Linked DNA regions of Callithrix jacchus: region 1 is linked to region 2. Evidence: chromatin contacts called from public Hi-C data. All regions are on one chromosome and are shown on one strand. The core of a region is the stretch at or near the end of the contact, and the rest is flanking DNA. Distances in the headings are between cores, read along the strand shown. Region 1 holds the start of PTPN12 (protein tyrosine phosphatase non-receptor type 12). Region 2 holds the start of RSBN1L (round spermatid basic protein 1 like).

What was found. A called contact is a pair of places that touch in the nucleus more often than the background predicts.
Region 1: a contact with region 2 is called in a Hi-C map of skeletal muscle, with 3 times the contacts expected there. The contact joins the promoter of PTPN12 here to the promoter of RSBN1L in region 2. A contact is called at or near these places in 2 of 3 Hi-C or Micro-C datasets (both in skeletal muscle).

Annotation. Positions count from the first base shown.
Region 1 is chr11:72,593,173-72,599,696 of calJac240_pri, reverse strand. It overlaps PTPN12 (protein tyrosine phosphatase non-receptor type 12), which reads left to right and starts at 4,974. Exons shown (of 18, transcript XR_013524060.1): 1 at 4,974-5,422. GSAP (gamma-secretase activating protein) reads right to left here and starts at 4,689. Exons shown (of 37, transcript XM_078343041.1): 1 at 4,590-4,689; 2 at 3,928-4,024.
Region 2 is chr11:72,432,701-72,438,492 of calJac240_pri, reverse strand. RSBN1L (round spermatid basic protein 1 like) reads left to right here and starts at 4,066. Exons shown (of 8, transcript XM_002751664.7): 1 at 4,066-4,653. The coding sequence starts at 4,077.

The DNA.
Region 1 (6,524 bases), core at 3,725-6,224, 160 kb before region 2:
TAATGATATTGCCATTCTTCCCACAACCTCAGTTGAAATTCTAAAATAATTTTTAAATTCAGATTTAACTTTGTGGAAAAAGTAATGCATGCACATGGTAAAATATTCATAATGTAAGAGTATACAGGTTAGAAATTGTCTCCTTTCTACCAAAGATTCTGAAGACTCTCCTGGAGGCAACCATAGCTAAGTTTTTAAAGTACTCTTCAGAAATATTCTATGTATGTTCAATTTAAATTATTCTCATTTAGATATTATATAACTGGAAGAATATAAACACAATGTGTGCCTTGCTTTTCTTATTTACAATATCTTCGGTCCTAGTCCATGTTAGCACATATAGATTTTTCCTCCTTTTTTTTTTTTGAGACAGGGTCTCCCTCTGTCATCCAGGCTGGAATGTAGTGGTGTGATCATGGGTCACTGCAGCCTTGATCTCCTTGGCTCAAGTGATCCTCCCACCCCAACCTCCCAAGCAGCTGGGACCACAGGCACATGCCACCATGCCCAGCTATTTTCTTTTTATTTTTGTAGAGATGAGGTCTCGCTATGTTGCCCAGGCTGGTTTCAAACTCCTGGGCTCAAGTGATCCTCCTGACTTAGCCTCCCAAAGTGTTGGATTTACAGGTATGAACCACGGTGTCTGGCCTTCAACCTTCTTACCTGTTCTGTAAGAAAGTCACCCCCCCAGTTCTATGAGTTCTTTCAAAGTCTCATTCACTTACATCTTTGTATTTGTATTTGTTACTTTTTTTTTTTGAGACAGAGGCTTGCTCTGATGCCTAGGCTGGAGGGCAGTGGTGCACTCAGCTCACTGCAACCTCTGCCTCCCAGGTTAAAGTGATTCTCCTGCCTCAGCCTCCCAAGTAGCTGGGATTACAGGTACCTATCACTACTCCTGGATAATTTTTGTATTTTTAGTAGAGATGGGGTTTCCCTATATTGGCCAGGATTGGTCTCAAACTCCTGACCTCAAGTGATCCGCCTGCCTTGGCCTCCCAAAGTGCTGGGATTACAGGTGCGAGACAGGGCACCTGGCCTGTACTTCTTACTTTTATTTTTGTTGCTCCATGTACTGGCTCCTGATATCTCTCATTCCCTTCTCTCTCCTTATTAATTTACAATTTATCAAAAAAGCACCAGATTAATATTTTCCTCATTTCCATAATTTCCTCATTTTGCTCCTATCCTCAGAAACCTCTTATGGCTCCCATGCCTACAGTCTCAACATCTTCCAGACCCTTGACTACTTTGGAGCTTGCCCATCTATACAAATGTTCTACTTCAAACTTCTGCTTTGCCAACTTCATGCTTTTTTATCAATTCTCTTGCCGGGGTGTTCGACTTCCTGTTCAAACCTCTGTGACCACCTCATGCTGACAGCCCAGTCCACAATTCTCTCTCCTCAGAATTGTTAAACTGTATCACTCTTTGACATTTATTAACTTAAAGTAACTAAGAATTTATTGTTTATCCTGTCTCCTGAACTAGATGTTCATTCCTTAGGAGAAAGAGCTACCTCTGAAACATTTTTGTATCTAACACACATAGCATAAATCCTCATATGCTAATATGTTCAAAAACCATCTCTAGATTGAAACAAGACCTAAATGTAAGAAAAAGAAAAAGCTAGCCAGATGCCAAGAAAAGCACTGCTAAACCTTTCCAAAGAGTTGGCCGGGAGCTGTGGCTCACCCCTGTAATCCCAGAACTTTGGGAGGCCGAGGCGGGTGAATCATTTGAGGTCAGGGGTCGAGACTAGCCTGGCCAACATGGTGAAACCCCGTCTCTACTAAAAATTCAAAAAAATTAGCTGGTCATAGTGGTGGGGGCCTGTAATCCCAGCTACTGGGAGGCTGAGGCAGGAGAATCACTTGAACCCAAGAGGCGGAGACTGCAGTGAACCGAGATCAAGCCACTGCACTACAGCCTGGGCAATTGAGCGAGACTCTGTCTCAAAAAAAAAAAAAAAGAAATTCCTGGAGATACTTTACATAAATTTTCCCAAACCTAGCAGCAGATGCCAAAGGTAGCTGGTGATAACTCAAGAAACTCTCAAATGTTGCAAGAGAGAGAAAGAAGCTTGCCAATAAGAGGAAACGTTTAAAAAAAAAGACTAAAAACACCAGCCAAAATAGGACTCAATACCTTAAACTAAGTAATGCTTCTCATCCAACATTATAGCACACTATACTAGACTGTTACACAATTTGTCCAGCATATAATCTTTACCGATCACTGTCTGGTTGGTACATTCTTTTGACATATCAAAAGTGGAGGCACTCCTGATTATCTATTCATTTATCTTCCTACAGTCGAATTTCTCTTCCATTTCTGAGGGTCATCTACAGTGAGCATGATCAAGCCCTGATTCTGGCCTTTTCTCACATCTCATGAAACTTCAGTCTATCTAGTTAAAGTAAAATACACAGACCCTTTTTTCAAATAAAGTTTACCTTAGAAATTAAACTATTCCTTTAAGTGAATTTTTGAAATACAGAGCAAAACTGTATCTCTTTGCATGCACATACATATATAAAGGCATGGGAAAAGATTTGGAAAGACATAACTCAAAGTGCTTCTTTTCTTTCTCTTTCTTTCACGTGAAGTGCTTATTTCTTTTTTCTCTTTTTTTTTTTTTTGAGATGGATTTTCGCTCTTGTTGCCCAGGCTGGAGGGTAATGGTATGATCTTGGCTCAATGCAACCTCAGTCTCCCGAGTTTAAGCGATTCTCCTGCTTTAGCCTCCCGAGTAGCTGGGATTACGGGCATGCACCACCATGCCAGGCTAGTTTTTTGTGTTTTTAGTTGAAATGGGGTTTCTCCAAGACCAGCCTGAGGTCTCGAACCCCTGACCTCAGGTGATAGGCCCGCCTCGGCCTCCCAAAGTGACCAATCCAAAGGGATTAACAGGCGTGAGCCATAGTGTCCGACCTTTTTAGACGGAGTCTCGCTCTGTTGCCCAGGCTGGAGTGCTGCGGCGCCATCTCGGCTCACTGAAATATCCATATCCATTTCCATTTCCCCGGTTCAAGCAATTCTGCCTCAGCCTCCGGAGTAGCTGGGACTACAGGCATGTCCCACCACACCCACCTAATTTTTGAATTTTTGGCAGAGACAGGGTCTGAAGTGCATAGTTCTTGGGTGGATATATTAGTTGGATTACTTTAAGAAAAATATTTTTCTTTTTTTTTTTTTAAGAAGTAAATGAATTGTATCCTGTTACTCACACCTATTTTCTTACCTTTTTTTTTTTTTTTAAGACAGGCCTCACTCCCGTCTCCCAGGTTGGATCACCATCACGGCTCACTGCAGCCTCTGCCTCCTGGGTTCAGGTGATCCTCACATCTCAGCCTTTCAAAGTTCTGGAATTACAGGCGTGAGCCACCACGCCCAGCCTACACCTATTTTATTCAACGAGTTTTTCACTAAATTCCATGGTGTTCCTAACTTTTATCTAAGAAAGTATTCTACCACTGATATTTCCTATTATAACCAAATTCCCTGACCACTGTGCTCTGTAAAAAAAAGTTTGTGGGTATAAATGACCTAAGTCAGTTCACAGGTCAAGTTCTTTCAGTTCTGTCACACTGTGAAAGGTCACTGTTGTTAAAGTAAAATAACTTGTGTTCTAGTTACGGCTCTGCTAAGAATATGCTGGGGGATGTCAGAAAGCCATTTTATTTGTAAAATGATGAGTTAGACCAGAATACATTCTCTGACAGAAGTTTACAAGGATGAATAAAGACTTATAGGCCAGGCGCAGTGGCTCACGCCTATAATCTCAACAATTTCAGAAGTCGAGGGGTGAAGATCCCTTGAGCACAGGAGTTCGACATCATTCTGGGCAACCTAGTGAGACCCCCTTCTCTACCAAAAATAAAAATATAAATTAAAAAAATGTATTAGTTGGGCTTGGTGACGTACTGAGGCAGGAGGATCCCTTGAGTCCAGGTGTTCAAGGATGCAGGGAGCCGTGATCATAGCACTGCACTTCAGCCTGGGCGACAGAGCAAGACCTTGGCTGGCTCCATTAAAAAAAAGAAGAAAAAAGAAAAAGATTTATAAAGATTTAATAGATTTACAAAGTCTGTTCTACGGGGGAAAAGTTTCCCATTCATTTCTGAACTGCTGTGAACCTAAAGACAGGAAGACAAATTCCCTTCAGTTCGGCAAACACAAGAGTTCCCACTACCGCATCGTCTGTGAAGAAGGCACTCCGAACCTCAGGCGCTCAGTCGCCAGGTTTTAGAGAATGCGCAAAGAATAAAAGTCTGTTACCCAGGAAGCGTTTCGCTTCCCTTCGCTGGAGCCACGTTCAAGGTGCCAAAGCCTAACTGCTGTCCACTCTCAGCAATGTTAGCAAAATGAGCACCTACCTGCTGCGAACGTGGCGGTGACACTACTACAGTTCCCGGCCTGCCTCCCGCCCGCCCCCGGCCCGTCCCCGCCTGTCCCGGCTCCTGGACTCCACAGGCCGCGACTTGTAGTCCGAGCCTACGGCTGGCGGCGGCGTGGGACTCTTGAAAATTGCTTTTCCTCCTTAGTAGGCGGTGAGACCGCAAATTCCAGCAGAATTCTACTCTCACCGACTAGGACTTGCCCGGCTCAGAGTCGCATTCCCTTCACTGGGCAACCATCTCACCTCCCAATGCTACTCCGACTTCTGAGCACCCCGAACGGGGCCACGCCCCGGAAATGGAGTCAGGTCTCCAGGCCGCCCGCAGAAGCGCCTTCCAGCCACTCCAAGACGGGCTGGGACCCGCGGGGCGGGGTTGGGGGCGTGACCTGGAGGCGGGCGGGGGTGGATCGGCGGGCGCAGCGCTTGGGGCGGAGCCGCAGCGCGAGCCCGCGCATCTGGGTGGCGGCGGGGACGCGCCCGTTGGGAGAGGCGGCTGCGGCTGCGGCTGCTGGCGGGGGGGTGGGGGGGGAGGAAGAACCGGGAAGGGGGGGCAGGGCGAGCGGAGAGCTCTGTTCCTGAGGTGGCGGCGGCGGCGGCGGCGGCGGCGTCGTCTACGACGGAGGAGGAGGGCGGGGAAGGAGGATGGAGCAAGCTGGGGGTTGGGGTTGGCGCTAGCCGCAGCGGCTTGTCTCGTACTGTGGGAGAGTGGCGGCTGCTTCTGGAAGTTGTGGTGTCGCGATCCCCGGTGCCGCCGCAGCCGCCGCCTGGGGCGGTGGGAAGGAGGAGGGAGCCGCGGGGCTTGGCGGGGGTCGGGAGGGAGGGACGTGCTGGGGGAGCGAGCTGGGGAAGACGGAGCGGGCTCTGCGCCGGGCGGGCGGGCGGCGGGGGGGCCAGCGACCGCAACCGGGGGGACGCGGGAGGATGGAGCAAGTGGAGATCCTGAGGAAATTCATCCAGAGGGTCCAGGCCATGAAGAGTCCCGACCACAATGGGGAGGACAACTTCGCCCGGGACTTCATGGTGAGTCTCTCCCCTCGCTGTCGCCCTGTCTCGCCGGCGCCGGAGCCCATCACTGTCTCTCCCGGCCCGGCCGCCAGTGCTTTGTGTACCTCTGTGAGGAGAGCGGCGGAGGGGGCGCGCACCAACCCGGCGGTACGGGTGGACTCGGAAGCCGGCGGGAGGCGAGACCTTCTCCTTCCCTCGGCCTCCTTTCTTCTCCCGTGTTCGCGACCCACGCGCGGGCGCCCGGGACGCGAAGGGAGCGGCCGCGCGGCCGAGCCCGCAGCCTGCACCGCGGCTCGCGACCACCTATTGTTTACCCGGTCGGGAGCCGGAGGCTAGTGAGGTGCAGGCCGGCGGGACGGAGGGGGCTCGCGTTTCCACACCTCCCCGCCCAGTCCGCTCCTCCCTGGAGGGTCGAGGCAGGATCTGGCTGTGACCCGGAGGAGTGCAGATCGCGACTGACAGAGGGACAGGGGACGGGGGGATTGAGGTTAGCACTAATTCCTGGGGTCCCTTTGCTCCAGCTGGTCTCAAAGCGGGCGAAGTAGGACTTCTGTTTCTGGCGGTGCAGTCATGATCTCCAACGCTTGGGAAAGGATTGTCCATAAGGAATCTCATGGGTTTACCTAATTTGCATTTACCCGCGTCTTCTCTCCTGAGACCCAGGTTTGAAGTGGTCTTGGGGGTCCGAGTGACTCTAGGTTCAGGGAGTAAGTGTGGGTGGGGGGGATTATCCTGAAGGAAGCTGATTTCGGACTCCCCAGGGGATGTTGCCGAAGGCGGAGGGGATGTGACTATCACTTCCTATCCGGGGTGGGGGTGGGGAACTTGGGAACAATAGTCCTGGTGGGGCGGAGGCAACGCTAAGGGCCGAAGCCCTGAACTGGGAGATAACCTTCCCGGTGCCCCCCCTCGCTCCGCCGCCCCCCACTTTCCGCCCTCTGCTTGTGCAAGCAGGCTTGAGAGGAGGTGAAGGTTAAAAGTCTTATTCGTGAAATTGGTCTAGATAACGCTGTTGCTCCAGCTCACTATGAGGGGGTCAGATCCGAAGGCGTGGGACCAGAAGTCGACTTCCTACATTATCGACCCCCCACCCCCGCCTCTTTTATTTTCTGCTGGA
Region 2 (5,792 bases), core at 2,817-5,316:
ACCTGACCTCAAAAACAATAAAAACAAACAAACAAAAAAGGTGGAGAAGCAGGGTATAGAGTACGTAGGGTAGTATGCTTTTGGTAGAGCTGTTACAGAGAATGAAATGGAAAGGGAGGCCAGAGATAACCAGTGAGTCAACAACACCAACAACCAAAAAGCAAAAAGGAATGGAGATGCGAAAAGGCACTTCATGTTCAACAGGTCCAAGGTCCAAGAGTACTTGAAACTTGTCACTCTTCCAGTGTTTCTTGGCTCAGGGAATGGTACCACTGTCCAAGTTTTGGTGGTTAGAAATATAGAAGGCATTCATGATATCTGCCTTCCCGATGTTCATTATCTAAATCTTCACATAGGCAACAGCCACAGGAAAAAGCATGTCAAGTAGAGGAAACCATATATCCAATGTTCCTATGTTGAAAGAAAACATGGTGCATTCCAGAGAGTAAAGACCTTTTAGTTCAAAATAGAACAAGGGGCTAGATCATGAATGGTCTTACAGGACACATTAAAGATTTTGTTCTTTGTCCTGAGAGCAACAAAAGCCATTGACTTAAGATCTGAAGCAAGGTAAGAGAGATGATCAGATCTAGTTTTTTTTTGTTTTGAGACAGAGTCTCACTCTGTTGCCCAGGCTGGAGTGTAGCATTGTGATCTCGGCTTGCAGCAACCTCTGTTTCCCAGATTCAAGGGATTCTCCCACCTCAGCCTCCTGGGCCTACAAGTGCATGCCGCCACACCTAGCTAATTTTTGTATTTTTAGTAGAGATGAGGTTTCACCACGTTGGCCAGGCTGATCTCAAACTTCCAACCTCAGGTGATCTGCCTGCCTTGGCTTCCCAAAATGCTGAGATTACAGTCATGAGCCACTGTGCCTCACCAAGGTTTTGACAAGAGCTTTCTAGCTGTAGAATGGAAAACCTATAAAGATTATAAAGAGATTATGCCGAAAGAAATTGGTGATAGTGGTAGAAAATCTCTTAGTTAAACATTGACAGAATAATCTAGTTGAAAGGAAATGGCTGATTATACAGAAGAGAAAATAGATAGTTGAGTGTGTTTTATAACAGACAAGTACTGTCTTTAGACTTGGGTAAGGGATCTCTATTTACTTGGCCCTCCTCTTGCTGTAAAGGACAAGGAGTCCATGAGGTCAGGGGCCATGCCTGCTTGGAGCTTGCACTCCTCTTTTAGACTGACTAGATCTGCGGGCAGAGCTGCTGATTGTGCATCACCATTTGCAGCGGGAGGGGGATGTGGACATTTGCCTGGATATGTTGGATGTATGGCCCCTTTCCGTGTGGCAGATGAAGAAGCTGGGGATGGGAGGATGGGAGGAGAATGTGGTCAGTCCAGGTACTCCGAGAAATCTAAATTCAAACATGGACTTCCAGATCACATGAAAGCAGATTTGTCAAGGTGGTAGAATACAATACTGTAATGTAATGCCAGGAGTAACAAATGCATGCAGGCAAGGGTATAGCTTAACTGAGCCCTTAAGAAGTCAGACATGCATGCTAGAGATCAGAGAATGAGTGGTGCAAATTTCCAGGCATTACACAAATGTATGTTAGAGACACTTTTCTAGAACAGGAGGGTTAACAATTAAAAAATGAATTTAATTGTAATAGTTTCAGTGTGATTTTGAAAAGCTTCTTGAATGTGGCATAAGTTGAGTGTGGAAGGGACCTTAGTGATCATGTAATCAAATTTACTCACTTAACAGGTAAGAAAACAGAGGTCCTGACAAGTGAAGCAGTCTAAGGTTACAAAACTAGTGTGTTAGCAGATGATTTCCAGCCTAATCAGTCTACTCTCTCACCAATGCTACTTTTCTTGAAGACATCTGCTGCCAGTCAATTCCAATTAGAAAGTTTTCAGTGTTACATATTAAATACTTTTATTACTTAAAAAAGTTTGAGGCACCTAAAAATAAGTCCATTCTTGGAGACATCTGCTGTCAGTCAGTTCCAATTAGAAAGTTTTCAGTTACATATTAAATACTTTTATTACTTAGAAAATTTTGAGGCACCTAAAAATAAGTCCATCCTTGAAGACATCTGCTGCCAGTCAATTCCAATTAGAAAGTTTTCACTGTTACATATTAAATACTATTATTACTTTAAAACTTTTGAGGCACCTAAAAATAAGTCCATAAACCAATCAATATTAAATGTTGACTCCAAAACATTCCTTTCTTTTTTTTTTTTTGAGATAGAGTCTCACTCTGTTGCCCAGGCTGGAGTGCAGTGGTTCGATCTCTGCTCACTGCAACCTCCTGAGGTCAAGCGATTTTCTTGCCTCAGCCTCCCGGGTAGCCGGGACTACAGGCATGCACCACCACTCCCGGCTAATTTTTTTCTATTTTTAGTAGAGACAGGGTTTCACCATGTTGGTCAGGCTGGTTTCAAAATCCAGACCTCAGGTGAGCCATTCACCACAGCCTCCCAAAGTGCTGGGATTACAGGTGTGAGCCACTGTGCCCAGCAAAAAAAAAAAAAATCTTAAAAAAATAAAAGGGAAACAAAAATTTCCACCTTCCCTAGGTCACAAAAATGAAAATTCCTGAAAGGTTACTTTTAAATGTTTCCAGAAAGTAACAGGCAATTTAGGACTGGGCAAGGCCTGATAACAGTGCATTATAGTGTAATACAATGCAAGGAGTAACAAATTCATTTCTGAGTCTTAGGACTTACATCCTCTCACTGGTCATCTCCGGACTTGACTACTTTTATTTTTCCATCTATTTCTTTTACTTTCTGATTTCATGTGAGATCTATGAATTAAATTAGAATCATGTTCTTTGCTGTGGTTCCAACTGTAATCCATCTCCTTACATTCCTTATCTTCTAAGCTCCCCAAATTGCTTATCTTTGAAGCAAAAATCAAAGCACATGGTTACAAAACATCAAAAGCACAGTGTGCTTACTAAATGCCAAAATACAGAAACCTAACAAAAATTATTGCTTTTCAAACATCTATAAATAATTGCCAACGAATTTTTCTTGGCAAGTCTGTTATAATAATTATAATAAAATTTAAATCTTAAGACAGGGCATGGTGGCTCACGCCTGTAATCCCAGCACTTTGGGAAGCCGAGGCGGGCGGATCACCTGAGGTCAGGAGTTCGGGTCCAGCCTGGCCAAAATGGTGAAACCTCAACTCTACTAAAAATACAAAAATTAGCTGGGCATGGTGTCGGGCGCCTGTAGTCCCTGTTACTCAGGAGGCCGAGACAGGAGAAACGCTTGAATCAGGAGGTGGAGGTTGCAGTGAGCCGAGATCGCACCACTGCACTCCAGCCTGGATGACAGAGCGAAATTCTGTCTCAATAAATAAATAAATAAAAATTAAAATCTTAAGGGTCTAGTCACAACAGTTCAAAAAGTATCCGAACCCAGGGAGACTCTTACCTTCAAGCTTGGAAGTAATCCCAAAGTTCTAGACTTGCCGGAAGTTATCTCCCACAAGGGATTATAGCACATGATCTAGCAATAGTAACATACCTTGTCACCACACCAAATAATTTTGAGTACCTCCCATCAATCGACTACGGACTAACAAAAGGAAGAACTTGATTCTCGTCATATTTTGCTCTTCTGAACTGAGTATCCCTGAAATCCAGCTTTCTGAACGCGCAGATGCAGGGTGAGAGGCACCCCCGGAAAACTGGAAGGGAAAGTGCTACAAGTTAAAACAGTCTTCGTGGCAGCAGAGACGATCGCTACCGCGGCCATGGCAGATCTGGGGGTCCGGGGCGGGAGTTCTTCCGTGATATCCGCGGGGCACCCGAGTTCACGCTGGCGACAGTCGAAAGTCCTCCCAGCGTAGTGCTCCACCACTAGCCGCACCCCGCCGAGCTCTGACCTCCAAAGAGGGTCCGTTTGGCAATCCCGCCCCTTTGTCTGATGTTTGTGCCTTTGATTGGCTCTTATGTGAATCCCTCAGCGTGGCTCGCCCAATGAAGGTCTCGGCAGGTGGCCCGACCGCTCCGCCCCTTCCCTACCCCTCGCGGAGGGCCCGCCCCCTGCCCCGCGCCGGCGAGCGGAGGAGAGTAAATACAACAGGAGCGCAAGATGGCGGAACCGCCGAGCCCCGTTCACGGTGTAGCTGCCGCCGCCCCCACCGCCACCGTCTCGGAGAAAGAACCGTTCGGCAAGCTGCAGCCCTCCTCCCGGGACCATCCGGGTCCTCTGTCCACCAAGAAGGTCCGGACTGAGGAGAAGAAGGCACCGCGGAGAGTCAACGGAGAAGGGGGCAGCGGCGGGAACAGCAGGCAGCTGCAGCCGCCGGCTACACCTTCGCCTCAGAGCTATGGCAGCCCAGCGTCTTGGAGCTTTGCCGCTCTGTCTGCTGCTCCCTCCCCATCCTCTTCTCGGAGCAGTTTCTCTTTCTCCGCTGGCACGGCGGTTCCCTCAGCCTCCGCTTCCTTGTCTCAGCCGGTGCCGCGCAAACTGCTGGTCCCTCCTACGCTGCTGCACGCTCAGCCTCACCATCTCCTCCTGCCCGCCGCCGCCGCCTCGGCCAACGCCAAGTCGCGCAGACCTAAGGAGAAGCGGGAGAAAGAGAAGAGGAGGCACGGGCTCGGCGGGGTCGGAGAGGCCGGCGGGACAGCCCGGGAGGAGAACGGGGAGGTGAAGCCGCTGCCGCGAGGTGGGTGCCGGACGCGGGCGAGGGGAGGAGGGCGCCGCGGGTCCCCGCCGCCCCCTGGCGCCCGCGGGACCCGGGAAGGGGGAGTGCGGCGGCCGCGTGCGCCAGCCTGGACTGGGTGGGAGGCGTTCGGTTTTCGGGAGAGGATTTTGCAGTTCCCAAGGGGACAGGAAATGGAGCCTGTAATTTTGGTTGCAGGGAGGGGGATGGCCGATACTTTTATTATCTGTGTCGTTTCTTCCTCCCAGTTAGTGCGTTGCAGGATTTGTAAAAATGGATCTTGAGGACTCTCCTATGTGTGTGTTTGGCTAGGGAGGGAGATGGAGGGAACGGGATGGGGGAAGGGTTTGGTCTTGTAAAAGATGCTTGATTGATAGACCATTTAGACGTGGTCCCGGGAATTCGTATTTGTGACACAGCCTTCAACTCCAGATAATTCTGTCAAAAAAGGGGTGTGGAGGGCACTGGCGTCAGCTGGAAGTTACCAGAGGCCTGAGCATTTCATCCCTATTAGGGAAATGAGGTAGCGTGCAGGGCCCGAAGTGCGCTGTTTCGTAAGGTACCCTCCCTGCACCCTACTCTCCGTTTTGGGTGGTCCTGTTTGAAATACCACCCTTCAGAAAGAATTTTCAGCCATATTCTTCTTTTCCTGAAGCAAATGATAAAACCAGGAGCTTTGACGATTTTTGCCTACCTCAAGCGGCTGCAGAATGTTTGAACATTAGAAAAAGGCAAATTCTTAAGCCTTCTTGTCAAACAGGGTCAGTGTTGTTTTTAAAACAAAACTACACTAGTCGTATAATTTTTCAGATAGTATTTCTTTAAAACAGGTGTTTCTACCACTTCAGATACACAATGATCTGACAATAGTGCAACATGCAGACTGGTTGAAAATCAAATCTTTATGTGATCGCAAGCTTAAAGCGCATAACCTTTATTATAAATGTTCACTGCTACACAGTGTTGTCAAATAAACTTTTTGTTTTTTAGAAAAAAATGAAATGTCAAGTAGTTTTAGGATTGCTGATCTAACAGTAGCTTAGATCATGAAAAATTCTCTCTTATAATTAGAATGGTTTGTTTTCACAACTTAAAACATGCGGCATATGCATGTAGCAATAGTGCCACTTCTTCCTTGATGT